Linked DNA regions of Mus musculus: regions 2, 3 and 4 are each linked to region 1. Evidence: chromatin contacts called from public Hi-C data. All regions are on one chromosome and are shown on one strand. The core of a region is the stretch at or near the end of the contact, and the rest is flanking DNA. Distances in the headings are between cores, read along the strand shown. Region 1 has its middle 230 kb from the start of Gm34499. Region 2 holds the start of 4933425B07Rik (RIKEN cDNA 4933425B07 gene). Region 3 has its middle 10 kb from the start of Rubie. Region 4 has its middle 31 kb from the start of Gm34756.

Region 1 (2,608 bases), core at 46-2,545:
TATATACACTGAAGCTGACTTCAGTAATGGAAGGCATCCACTTCCTTTATGTATGTGAATTATGTTTCTGGGGCTCTCAGCATGAGAGTGGTACAGAATTCTTGATAGGCTGAAGAGAGGGGCCACAGATTTTATAAGTGCCTTGTGCTTTTCCTCTCAGAACCTGCTTTTCACATTTCATTTCTTTCCCTGTCTTCCTCATCATTCTTTTTGTGGTCAGTCGGGTTGCCACCCAAACCCACAGTGACACCTGCTGGCTAATCAAATATGGCCCGACTTGCTGCAATCAAAGCAACCCAGGGAGTGTGTTAAACTAGCATTAACTACTACAAGATTCTTTCAAACTCAGGAAGGTGAGAAAAGCCTGAATGACTATGGTTAAGGGTTGTTTTGGAAAATCTTCCCGAGGCAGTAAACATGTAAAATGTAAAAACTGTGGGTTTCTTTCTTTTCTTTTCTTTCTTTCTTTTTTTTTCCCCCCTTTGAGAGTTTTAAGTACAACCTGGACCATGAACCAATTATTTAATTGTGAGATAGAAGTTATGCAAATAATTCATGGCAAGTCACTCTTTGTAATGTTTGCATCAGTCACATTTTTATTGCATATGGTAGCACGTAACCATCACGAAACAAAGTTCCCCAAAGAACAGAATACGCACATGGACGGTTCTTTTTTCTCTCTGACACAAAGGGTTAAGTTGTTAGACTAACACAGTCCTTCTTAGGATTCTTCACAACTTTCCCAACCTTTGAGGAAGTTTCTTTACTAAAAAATATTGATATTTGCTCAATTGTAGGGATTTTATACATGAGTAATTTTGGTGGGGTACCTTTTTGTGGATGTTTGCTTTATTTCAAGCAAATCCATTTCTGACTTGAAAGGACAAATTCTGTTTTGTTTTGTTTTGTTTTGTTTTAAAGACAACAGGGATTTTTTTTTTAATGTGGGGACATTTCTTAAAATATTGACATTTTTCATTCAAAGGTTAAACTCGAGGAAAAGCTTCTCCATACACGGGCTCATAGTTGAAACAAGAGGTTGTCCCCAAAGGCTTGTAGCAGCCGATGTGTACTGGACAGAATTCTTGGCCCTCTTCATCCTCGCTGTGTGTTCTCAAAGCCAGAACTTCATTTAAGCATGACCTTAGAAGATGAGTGATCCTCTCAGCATTTCCTGGTATTTGGGGAAAGGAATGTTTTTATTTGACTGCAGATGTCACTGGGTTTACAGGAAGGATTTGGTAACACATTCATGCCAATACTGCACTTACCCCGGATTTTTGCTCTGTAGGAAGAACACATGTCAAGGCTCACTGTTTGTTAAATGGGGAGGTTCAGTACACCAGAAGCGTCTATTATAAACATTGTGACTCCGTGCAATTTACAAAATGTTCTATCTCCATTAAACAATAAACCCTTGACCCCAGAGCTCAGTTTGGGGATTCTGTGATTCGAGAAGGTACACATAATGGATGGCGATAATAAATGAAGAGGTCAGAAGGTTAAGAAAAACTGTTTAATTATTTCTCTCTCTCGAGTGTGTGGGCTGCAGATGAAGGTGTGTTTCGTCTGCGGTCCTCCTGGAGAAACCCTGTACGGACGGGACCCACCCAGGCAGGCCAGGCCAGGCAGGGCAGGAAAGCAGGTTGCTGGCCCTCAGCTGTGTTTGTGAACTCGTCGTCTCTAGATACCCTTCCATCTCTGAAGCTTTGCAGCTTCTGCCAGGAGTCCCAGTGCCAGGCCCTGGGTTCATCATCTGTTTTCCGAAGAGTTTGGATTTGTTAGCATGAGAAATTCATTGCTCACAGTTGCTTCCCAGCTGTGGCACTGGTGAGTGCAGCCTTTTTGCCTTATTTATTTGTTGAAAACTATGTTCTGTCCTCTCTTGGAAGTTCTCTTATGTAACCAGTCCTGGATGCAAGCCCTCGGGCACTCAGTCTCAGGCCCTCAGCTTGCTTGTCAGTGAAAGACCTCCCCCTCGAGCAGACTCCTCACTTGAACTTCACAAGGTCAGGGTGTCCGCCTGAGGGCAGGACGTGGCAGTTCTCAAAAATCTTGCTGTTCTCCAATTCCTGCCGTGGAGAAATAGATGAAGTCTGTAGACTTGGGCTTTGGTTGGAGAACTGGGACTGGGATAGGGGGGGTTCTCAATGTAGCTTGAGAAGCAGGTGAAAGGACCTTCTAGAAGCTGTTCTGCCCAAAATTCCTTCAAGAGTCCAGTGTGTTCAAAGCAGGAGCCAGCAAGGAATGCTTTGTCGGTCTCCCTCCATCCAGGGTTTGAAGGTTAGAGGACACTTCTGTGGTTGCCAAATAAAGGCGAATCCTTTAGTGCTTCCTAGCTTTCAGCCAATCCCAAACACATTTACAGTAAATTGCTGCCTGTTTCGCTCCATCGAGACTTGTGGAAACCGGATCAGAAGCAGCTGGTCAGACAAACTTTGGCTTCTAAAGTCTAGCAGAAATGCATTGTGAAGAAAAGGAACCTGGCCTGGCTTTGATTGAGACACTTAAGGTTTCCACCCCACCTCCCCGATAATCTGGGAAAACAAAACAAAACAACAACAATGACAGCAATAGTAAACAAACCCAAAGCTAAAACTATAATGAA
Region 2 (2,608 bases), core at 81-2,580, 640 kb before region 1:
CGTTCTGGAGGTAGGTGTACAGGTCAGGGGAAGAACAGGAGTTCCATTTCATTTGTCGGCAGATTTACAGGACCCCGCAAACCAGGAGCTGTCTGGTGCTTAGAGGCTGACCTTGTCTACCTGGTCCCTTGGGGAGAGGACCCCCAACTCCACAGACTAAAACCACTTTACATCTTCCTGATATTAGCAAACATTAGTGTGGGTCATTTTGATTCTTCACATAGCAGGGTCAAGGAAAAGCTAAAAGCAATTGCAACTTGCTAATGAGGACTATTTAATTACTTTGGTGTGTGTGTGTGTGTGTGTGTGTGGTTTAGATCAGAGGTACCTTCCCTGATTGTTTTCCACCTTATATATTAAAGCTGGGTCCCACATTGATCCTACAACCTGATGAGCCTGCTAGTCCAGCTAGCCAGTGTGACCCAGGGATCCTCTCTCCATCCCTAGAGCACTGGAGTAGATAGTAGGCTGCTATGCCTCCCTAGCATTCCCACGGATGCTGGGGATCCCAACTGTTTTTCGTATTTCCTGCCAACCAGTTTACCCAACGATCCATCTCTGCAGCCCTATGCTGGCATATTTTTCAGTAGCTAACCTATGCATGTTGAGATTGCCTACTTAAAAATATACTGGAGTAAGGAAGACTGAGACGAGTTCTCTGTCTAGACCCTCTGGGATGGCTAGAGGCTCACGAGGGGCCTGCATCCTCACAAGATGATAACTGAGGCCTTGTATTGCCCAGAGACTGAATGTGTGGCCCTTCAGCCTGCCAGACTCCTCTGTCAGCCCCTCCCCAGCTCCAGGCACTTTTATAATACCAGGTAAGAACTTGGGGACTCCTCAGGACCCCACTCTAACAGACACTGTCTTTTTACCAGAGAATATTTTTTTCAGACAAGGGTTTCTTCTCTCTGTCACCACCTAAGAGACTGGTGCAGATGGCCAGTAAGTTACCCAGACCCTACTGACCGGTGTGAATTAATCTGTAGGATGGCACTGAAGGACTCTCTAAAGGACAAAGAGGGAGGAAGCTTCAAGGAAGTTATTTGTAGTCACCTAACGTTGGGTTTGTTAGTTGAAAAGTGGTATATTCCTGGACAGATCATGCCACACCAGCACATTTCTCACTTTGGGAGGTCTTTCTTTAAAGAGGGGAAGTGAGAAAGAGAGAGAGGGGGGGGGAGGAGAGAGAGAGAGAGAGAGAGGAGGGCTATGGACTGGGGTTTGTGTCCTTTATCTGGGCCGTGATGTAGGTAACAAAGGTGATGCATGTGCAGGAGGTGTGTGCCAGTTGCTATGGCAACAGATGCATGAGGGTCCTTGTCGCCTAGGGATGATGTCATCGATAGATTCAGAGGCTGGCTGTAAACAGCTTCCGATGCTAACAGGGTTGAGGACAAGGAGGGGACAGAAAATAGAAATTGCCATATCATTCTCTTTAGAGTCTTGACCAAGGTAAGCCAGTAGGAAGGAAGATGTCTGGAAGCCTTCCGATGCCTCTCCTGTTAATAGAGATTCTGAAACTTGGGCAGTGGGTATGGGAAGAGGAGGAGGAGGAGGAGGAGGAGGAGGAGGAGGAGGAAGATGAGGAGGAGAGTTAGAGTGACCATAAAGGAAACATCTCTGCAGGTAGTTTTGAGCCGTCACCTATGTTGTGTTTGGCGACCTAGAACAACAACAGTGGATATTTCATCTCCTAACTCCACATCCAGGAGAGGTGTTAGAGGCAGTGTTGTACACAGCAGTCCAAAGCCAAGAATCAGAGAAAGGAGGACAAATGAAGAAAGAATTGGGCAGCATCCACCTCTGGGTCTTGGCACCCTGGCCTCCCCACAGTCACACAAGCCTTTCCCTAGGGCTCCAGCTGCTAACATCCCTCATAACTGGTCGTCCCACTTAAAATAATGAGTCTTGGAGTCCCTTGATGGATTCAATCATTTCTCATGGTGTGGTTCAGCTTTTAGGAAGAATAAATTGACATTTTAAGGCCTGCCTGGATTTATTGTAAACAGTCACTCCCCACTAAAAGTGGCCTGCCGTGTGACCCAGCGTGGTTTGGCCCAGAGTAGTTTGGCTAGGATGTTGGCTCCGTTATGGAGACACATTTGCCATTAAAATAACACAGCCACAAGGAAATACACCTCGTTGTTGGCCGAGTGCGTGTTTTCTTGGGAACTGGGAAGGCTTTCTCTCTGAGTCACCTTAGCTGTTCCTCTGAGTCATTCCAGTGGGGGAGAAGGAGGACAGGGCAGGGAGTGATGGGAAGGTTTGGCCTCCCAGCATGACTCAGCCCTTCCCTACTCTCCACCTAATGTATGACAGGTGCCCAGACCTCCTCAGCCTCAAAGATACCCCTAGAAAGCAGTCTTCTCATTGGCCAGGAGGGTGGAGACAGGTCTCCTTTGCTCAAGAGGTTTCTAGTATGTGTAGCATATGTTTCCCCACCCCGTCCCCAGCCCCCCAAGGCTAGTTTTCTAAGACTCCAGACCTGACTCTGTTTAAGGTTGGCTCTGGGTGGGAGTGACCTTTACTTGCAGCATCCATGGGCCTACTGCAGGCACAGAGAGACTGCCTGAACCCCCTGGCTTACTCATGAGGTCTCCATGGC
Region 3 (2,608 bases), core at 54-2,553, 590 kb before region 1:
CCTTATGTGTTTTATTTTTTATGTATTTTATATTTTTGTATTTATATTTTATTATATATATTATATTTATATATATTATATATAAAACATTTAAATATTTGAAATTTAACTTTGTTAGTTTGTTAAATTATTAAAATTAAATATTATATTTATAATTTAAATGTATATATTGCATTTATTTATTTATTTATTTATTTATTTATTTATTTATTTATTTATTTATTTATTTATTTAATAAACCTTATATGGAAACCTTGTTTCCACAAGAAAATGTGGACACTCCCATCCTTTCTCCCTCATGCTGTCTCTCACTGCCCTACCTGGCTGTGCTTATGATGTCACTGTGTACCAGACACCTTCTTCCTACTTCTGCATGAATGGGAAGCTCCTGTCCGTCTTACCACGGCATCTCCTTCTCACATTTTGCAGCACCGATCATGCCCCACTGACTCAAGCATTCCTGGGTCTTGCTCCTTCATTAGATGGTGAGCACTCTCAGGGCTGTGTGTCAAGACCTGACGGTAAGCGTATGACTTAACGTTTTAGCTTGAGTGTGGAATGTTCCCATGGGCTCCTGCTTCCAACTCCCCGTCTCTAGCATGAAGGGCTCCTTTGAAGGCTATGGAGTCTGGTGGAGGTGGGAGCCTGGCTGCGGGAAGTACCTCACTGGGTGGGAGTGGGCCTTTAAGGTTATACCTCCCTCAGGTTCTAGCCCACGGTCTTCACATTGCGGACTCTCTGCTGCTCGCTGTTGCCACCGTGAATTCTGCTACGCTTTTCTGCTGTGATGGACTGAAGCTGCCCTGACAGTGATCACAATAAATCTCTCCTCTCTCAAGTTATTTCTGCCAGGTATTTGGTTACAGCGATGAGAAAGGCAACCAAGGCACAGAGGAAATAAATAAGCTTTATTGTCTAACCCCTTTGCTTCAGAGACTGGCGAGCAGACATGACAGAAAGCTAACTAGAGCCTCAAACGCTTAGCCATTACGGAAGCCGGGTCTTCAATTAAGTTTCTCAGATGCCAGTGCTCTCTTGGCTGTCTCCCTGTAATATTCAGAAACTACGGAATAATTGCGATCCAAGGTTTGAAGACGGTGGTTTTCAAACAATTACAGTTAGTTCAAAAAGGCAACTCTAAAGGATTTTTTTTTTAAGTCTCTATGATTTCAGATTGCCTACGTTGTTGTGCTGTACTTCCCTGAAGCCGTTAAAAGAACTGTGACATAATGGTCTGCTCACTGTTGGAGGTCTGGGTCACCTAGTGATAGTGGGAGGCAGCTCCATCCCAGGAGGCAGCTTCACTCTCGCAAATCAGATGTTATCAATGTTATCGCTTAGACTGTTATTGTGGAGAAGTCAGGACATCTGCTGCAAGGACCCTCCTGGAAAAACATTCCCTTTCTCGAGCAGGGCCAGCAAAGCAGTGCACACAATTAAAGCAGGAGCTAATAAAACGTGGGGCAGAGAAAGAACAGAGGTGCTGAAATCCTGAGGGCCTGGCTGGAACCGGACTCTAGTCCATTGAAAGCTGAGGAGGACCATTTGTCTGTAAACCAGGCTAGCCTCGAAGGCCATCTGAGGCTTACCCTGTGTAGAGTGTCCAGCTAGGGTCTTGGTGCAGCAGGTCTCTAGCAACTGTTAGACTCCTTCCCTGCTTATGCATGTTGTCTGTTCTTGTCACTTTCCCAGTTCAGGTACTCCTGCAGAGCAAAGAACTTCATCCAAATGCTTGGGATGAGAGCCCGGTCAGCACACAGTAAATATTGAGTGATTAATGGTTGCAAAGAAGTCTTGTGATTACTGAGTAGCTGAATCTGTGCTTCAGAGAAACGAAATTTTCTTTGTCTGTGTTCTACTGGGACATAGACTGGGAGTGATTTCTCTGGCCTTGTAGAAAACCCCAAACATGTCCACACTGTGGAAAGAACTGCAGTCTGCTTTTGTTCCCATGAGGAGGATGGCAGATTTTTGTAAAAGGGATCATAGAACCATTTTCAATAGAATATGGGGTTTATCGTCTGTCTCTGTGCAGACCATTGACTGGGCTGATTTCTTTTTTAACATTTAAATTTTTAAAAATATCTTATTTTATGTGCATGAGTATTTTGCCTGCATGTATATCTGTACACTAAATGTGTGCCCGGTGCCCAAAGAGACCAGAAGGGGACACTGGATCTTCTGACACTGGAGTACTAGACAGCTGTAAGCTGGGAATTGAAGTTGCACCCTCTGGAAGACTAGCCAGTGCTCTTATGTATTGAGCATCTCTCCAGCCTTTATCCATTTTTTTGCTTTGTTTTAATGGGTTCGTTAATAAAATGCCTACTGGAGTCACACAAAGTCTACATCTAAGTACAGAGTTATCTCAGCTGAATAAGTATGAACGGGTAAAGACCCAAGTGACTATAAAGCACTCAAACCATTTTCTTGAGATGTGCAAAGTTTTCCCTGGGGAAAAGCTATTAATATGACTTTCTTGCTGACTGACAATTACATGCAGTATTCAGATGCAAATACATATTGCATCTGAATACATATTTTTTACATTGTTTATGCCCTATCTCTGTTCTGTCTTAGCTAGTCTATGATATTTCCTAAGAACGCA
Region 4 (2,608 bases), core at 53-2,552, 520 kb before region 1:
CTAAACATTTTTATCCACAATATAAATTTTTCCAGGCACTGACTCAAGACCTGGGAGTTTAGCCTTTCATTTCTCCCCCTTTCCATACCAAATCCTGTTTGTTATTCCCTCTCTCCCACTCTTGTGGCTTCACTGTAAGACCTAATTGCCTCAGTTAGTCTATGGTAAAAGACTCCTTACCCATCATCCCCTGGACTCCAACCTTTAGGAATTAAAGGTCACTTGATACCTTTCCCCAAAGCAACCTCTTTGTTTCACTGTTTGGCACCTATTGCTTCTCCGTCTAAACTTTTAATGGCTCTCCTGTTGACTCAGTAAGGTGGCAGAAATTCATCCAAGTGGTCAAGGACTTGGATGTTTGGTTCCAAATTATATCCTTGGCCTCTGTTGTGTGTTCTGACCACACAGCGCATTTGCGCTCCTTACCTCTCAGCCCCACTTCTGCTTCCTTGTCCTTGGCTTAGACCATTCTCTCTGCCTGCACTGCCACTTCCTCCGATCTCTCCTGGAGGAAAGTCCTTCCTTGTTCTCCAAAGCCCAGCTCACAAATCCCCATTCACTTTCCTGAAGTCTTTTCTAACACTTTGATCAGTCCCCCTGTCTCTGAATGCTTGGTAAAGCCTCCTCTTTGTGCCATCCCATGGACTTTGCTGGGGCAGAGAGGTCTGAAAGGCTGTTAGTGCTTCGCTGAGTGGGATTCCCAAGAGGGCACCCCACCCTCATGTTTTTCACCATCAGTGTGTTGCATGGTTGAATGACTGAAGAAAAGAATAAATGTGTGTGTTGCAGAGACCAGGGTTGTGGTACACACCTGCAATCCAAGGCCCAGGAAAGCTGAGGTAAGGATATGGTGAATTTAGCTCAGCCTAGGGTAGCTAGGAGATGCTGTTTTCAAAAGAAAATCAACACAATAAAATAAGCCAATGTTGTTGCCTTCTCTTCTAGTCTTTAAGAAATTGTAGGACGGACAGCACAAAGTGTAGAATCACTTGTCTAATCTGAGGGCAGCCACTAGTTCTAGAAATGGAGATTTTTGGGGGGAAGGAGATCTTGGGGCCTTTGAGAGAAGGTCAGTTTTAAGGACCATTTATGTGTTAGAGACTTATCTGTATAAATGGATCCTCCTTCATCCCTGGAATGTCTATGCTAGACAGGGTCAGAGGGAAGGGCTTGTCATCATAAATAATGGATTTTAGCACATTTACCAAAGATTGCAAAACTCTGAAAACATGAAGCTCCCAGCTGGCAAGTATGTGGTGTGAGTGGCCCTGGAGCTGTCTGAGCAAGCTAATCATTGGTATGTGTTTGCTCTGGCAACCTGGCAACAGGTCATGAGCCATTTCTGAGTTCATAGACTGAAGGCTAAATGACAACTTAAGAAAGAAATGAATTGAAATGGGACAATGGCTTCTCAATCCTGGTCAGTTAGTATGCATCGCAAGAAGGTCAGTTTGGGAATAAAAGGTAATTTGTGTTTGCTCAAATTATTCTTTTAGGCAGAAGCTCTGGACAAATATAAGCCATCACATTTTCAACAGAACAGGTACACATCTCTACAAGGAAGGCCAATAGTTTTGTTGTCTTGGTTTGCCACCGTACCTTGACTAAATGAGCAAAAACAGACTGGAAAAAGCTCTTCCAAGTTTGTCAGTCAGTCCCCAACTTTTCCCTTAATGTTCAGTGTTTATATGGAAACCTTGTCACTAATTACCTATCTTGTCTCCTAGTCTCAATACTGAGCTACCGTTGGCCTTTTAATTTGTAATAATAGATGAAGAGCGATGTTTTCCCAGTCCATGGGATTATAATGAAGATTAAATAATAGATGTGCCGACACATAATTAAATGGTGCGTTGTGGGCTGGGGAGATAGTTCAATAACAGAACATGGTCTAGCATGGCTGAGGCCTTCTGCCTGTTGGTCCAGCACTGTCCAAAAACAAAACCACAGCAACCTCATCCTGCTTGGAGTGTACTGAAATGTCCCCTGCAGAGTCCTTTGCCAAGCCTGACATGTACTGAAATGTCCCCTGCAGAGTCCTTTGCCAAGCCTGAGGTCTGGAGGCACTTTTGTTGAGGGGTTCTGGAAATTGTAGGAGGTTGGCCTTAGGTGGAAAAACTAGGTAATCAGAGACAGACCCTGGGTGCTATCTTGTCCTTGGTTTGTTCTTATTCACTCTCCCTCCCTCCGTCCCTCCCTCCCTCCCTCCCTCCCTCCCTCCCTCCCTCCCTCCCTCCCTCCTTCCTTCCCTCCTCCCCCTCTCTATTCCTTTGTGCCTTCCCCCTCCCCTCTCTGTCTGAAGAAGGAGGTACTAGCTCTCTTCTTCCACTGCCATGATGTTCTCCCACCAAGTACATGGACCAAGAGACTATCCTGACTGTACCCTCTGCAATTATGAGCAGATCTTTCCTTTACAAAAGTTGTTCATATCAGATATTTGTCACAGTTCCACGACGAAGAGAATGAATACAGACGAGCAAAACATCACATGCGTTTGTAGCTTCTAACACCGTGGCACAGTGGTGTGCTGTGCTGCATGTATCGATGCAGTTACTCAGCTAAACCATTGGCTACTTTCTGGCTTGTATTTAATTCTTTATGTTCTGTC

The links. Hi-C and Micro-C count contacts between places; a contact is called where the count stands out from the background.
Region 2: a contact with region 1 is called in a Hi-C map of uterus, with 4 times the contacts expected there. The contact joins the promoter of 4933425B07Rik here to the enhancer-like site in region 1. A contact is called at or near these places in 9 of 484 Hi-C or Micro-C datasets (cortical neurons, embryonic fibroblasts, muscle stem cells and 4 more), 4 of 115 datasets of contacts at active chromatin or transcription factors (embryonic fibroblasts, epiblast stem cells, fibro-adipogenic progenitors and 1 more) and 1 of 9 other capture datasets (embryonic stem cells).
Region 3: a contact with region 1 is called in a Hi-C map of uterus, with 9 times the contacts expected there. The contact joins two enhancer-like sites. A contact is called at or near these places in 1 of 39 promoter capture datasets (the SN4741 cell line), 7 of 484 Hi-C or Micro-C datasets (astrocytes, embryonic fibroblasts, epidermal suprabasal cells and 4 more), 2 of 115 datasets of contacts at active chromatin or transcription factors (cardiomyocytes and fibro-adipogenic progenitors) and 1 of 9 other capture datasets (embryonic stem cells).
Region 4: a Hi-C map of muscle stem cells shows a contact between it and region 1, with 2.6 times the contacts expected there. The contact joins two enhancer-like sites. A contact is called at or near these places in 2 of 15 datasets of contacts at CTCF or cohesin (the NIH/3T3 cell line and stem cell-derived epiblast-like cells), 8 of 484 Hi-C or Micro-C datasets (Sertoli cells, embryonic stem cells, liver and 3 more) and 3 of 115 datasets of contacts at active chromatin or transcription factors (astrocytes, fibro-adipogenic progenitors and vascular smooth muscle cells).

Annotation. Positions count from the first base shown.
Region 1 is chr14:45,991,503-45,994,110 of GRCm38.p6, reverse strand. No RefSeq gene overlaps it. Among named protein-coding and RNA genes, the nearest start is that of Gm34499, 230 kb to the left of the region's middle. Within about 2 kb of position 1,295, at least 18 of the 459 cell types and tissues checked have an H3K27ac peak or open chromatin away from gene starts, as enhancers often do. A contact at or near this core is called in fibro-adipogenic progenitors, muscle stem cells and uterus, where this site is marked.
Region 2 is chr14:46,636,145-46,638,752 of GRCm38.p6, reverse strand. 4933425B07Rik (RIKEN cDNA 4933425B07 gene) reads left to right here and starts at 1,330. Exons shown (of 5, transcript NR_046460.1): 1 at 1,330-1,455.
Region 3 is chr14:46,584,531-46,587,138 of GRCm38.p6, reverse strand. No RefSeq gene overlaps it. Among named protein-coding and RNA genes, the nearest start is that of Rubie, 10 kb to the right of the region's middle. Within about 2 kb of position 1,303, at least 8 of the 459 cell types and tissues checked have an H3K27ac peak or open chromatin away from gene starts, as enhancers often do. A contact at or near this core is called in uterus, where this site is marked.
Region 4 is chr14:46,510,960-46,513,567 of GRCm38.p6, reverse strand. No RefSeq gene overlaps it. Among named protein-coding and RNA genes, the nearest start is that of Gm34756, 31 kb to the right of the region's middle. Within about 2 kb of position 1,302, at least 24 of the 459 cell types and tissues checked have an H3K27ac peak or open chromatin away from gene starts, as enhancers often do. A contact at or near this core is called in muscle stem cells, where this site is marked.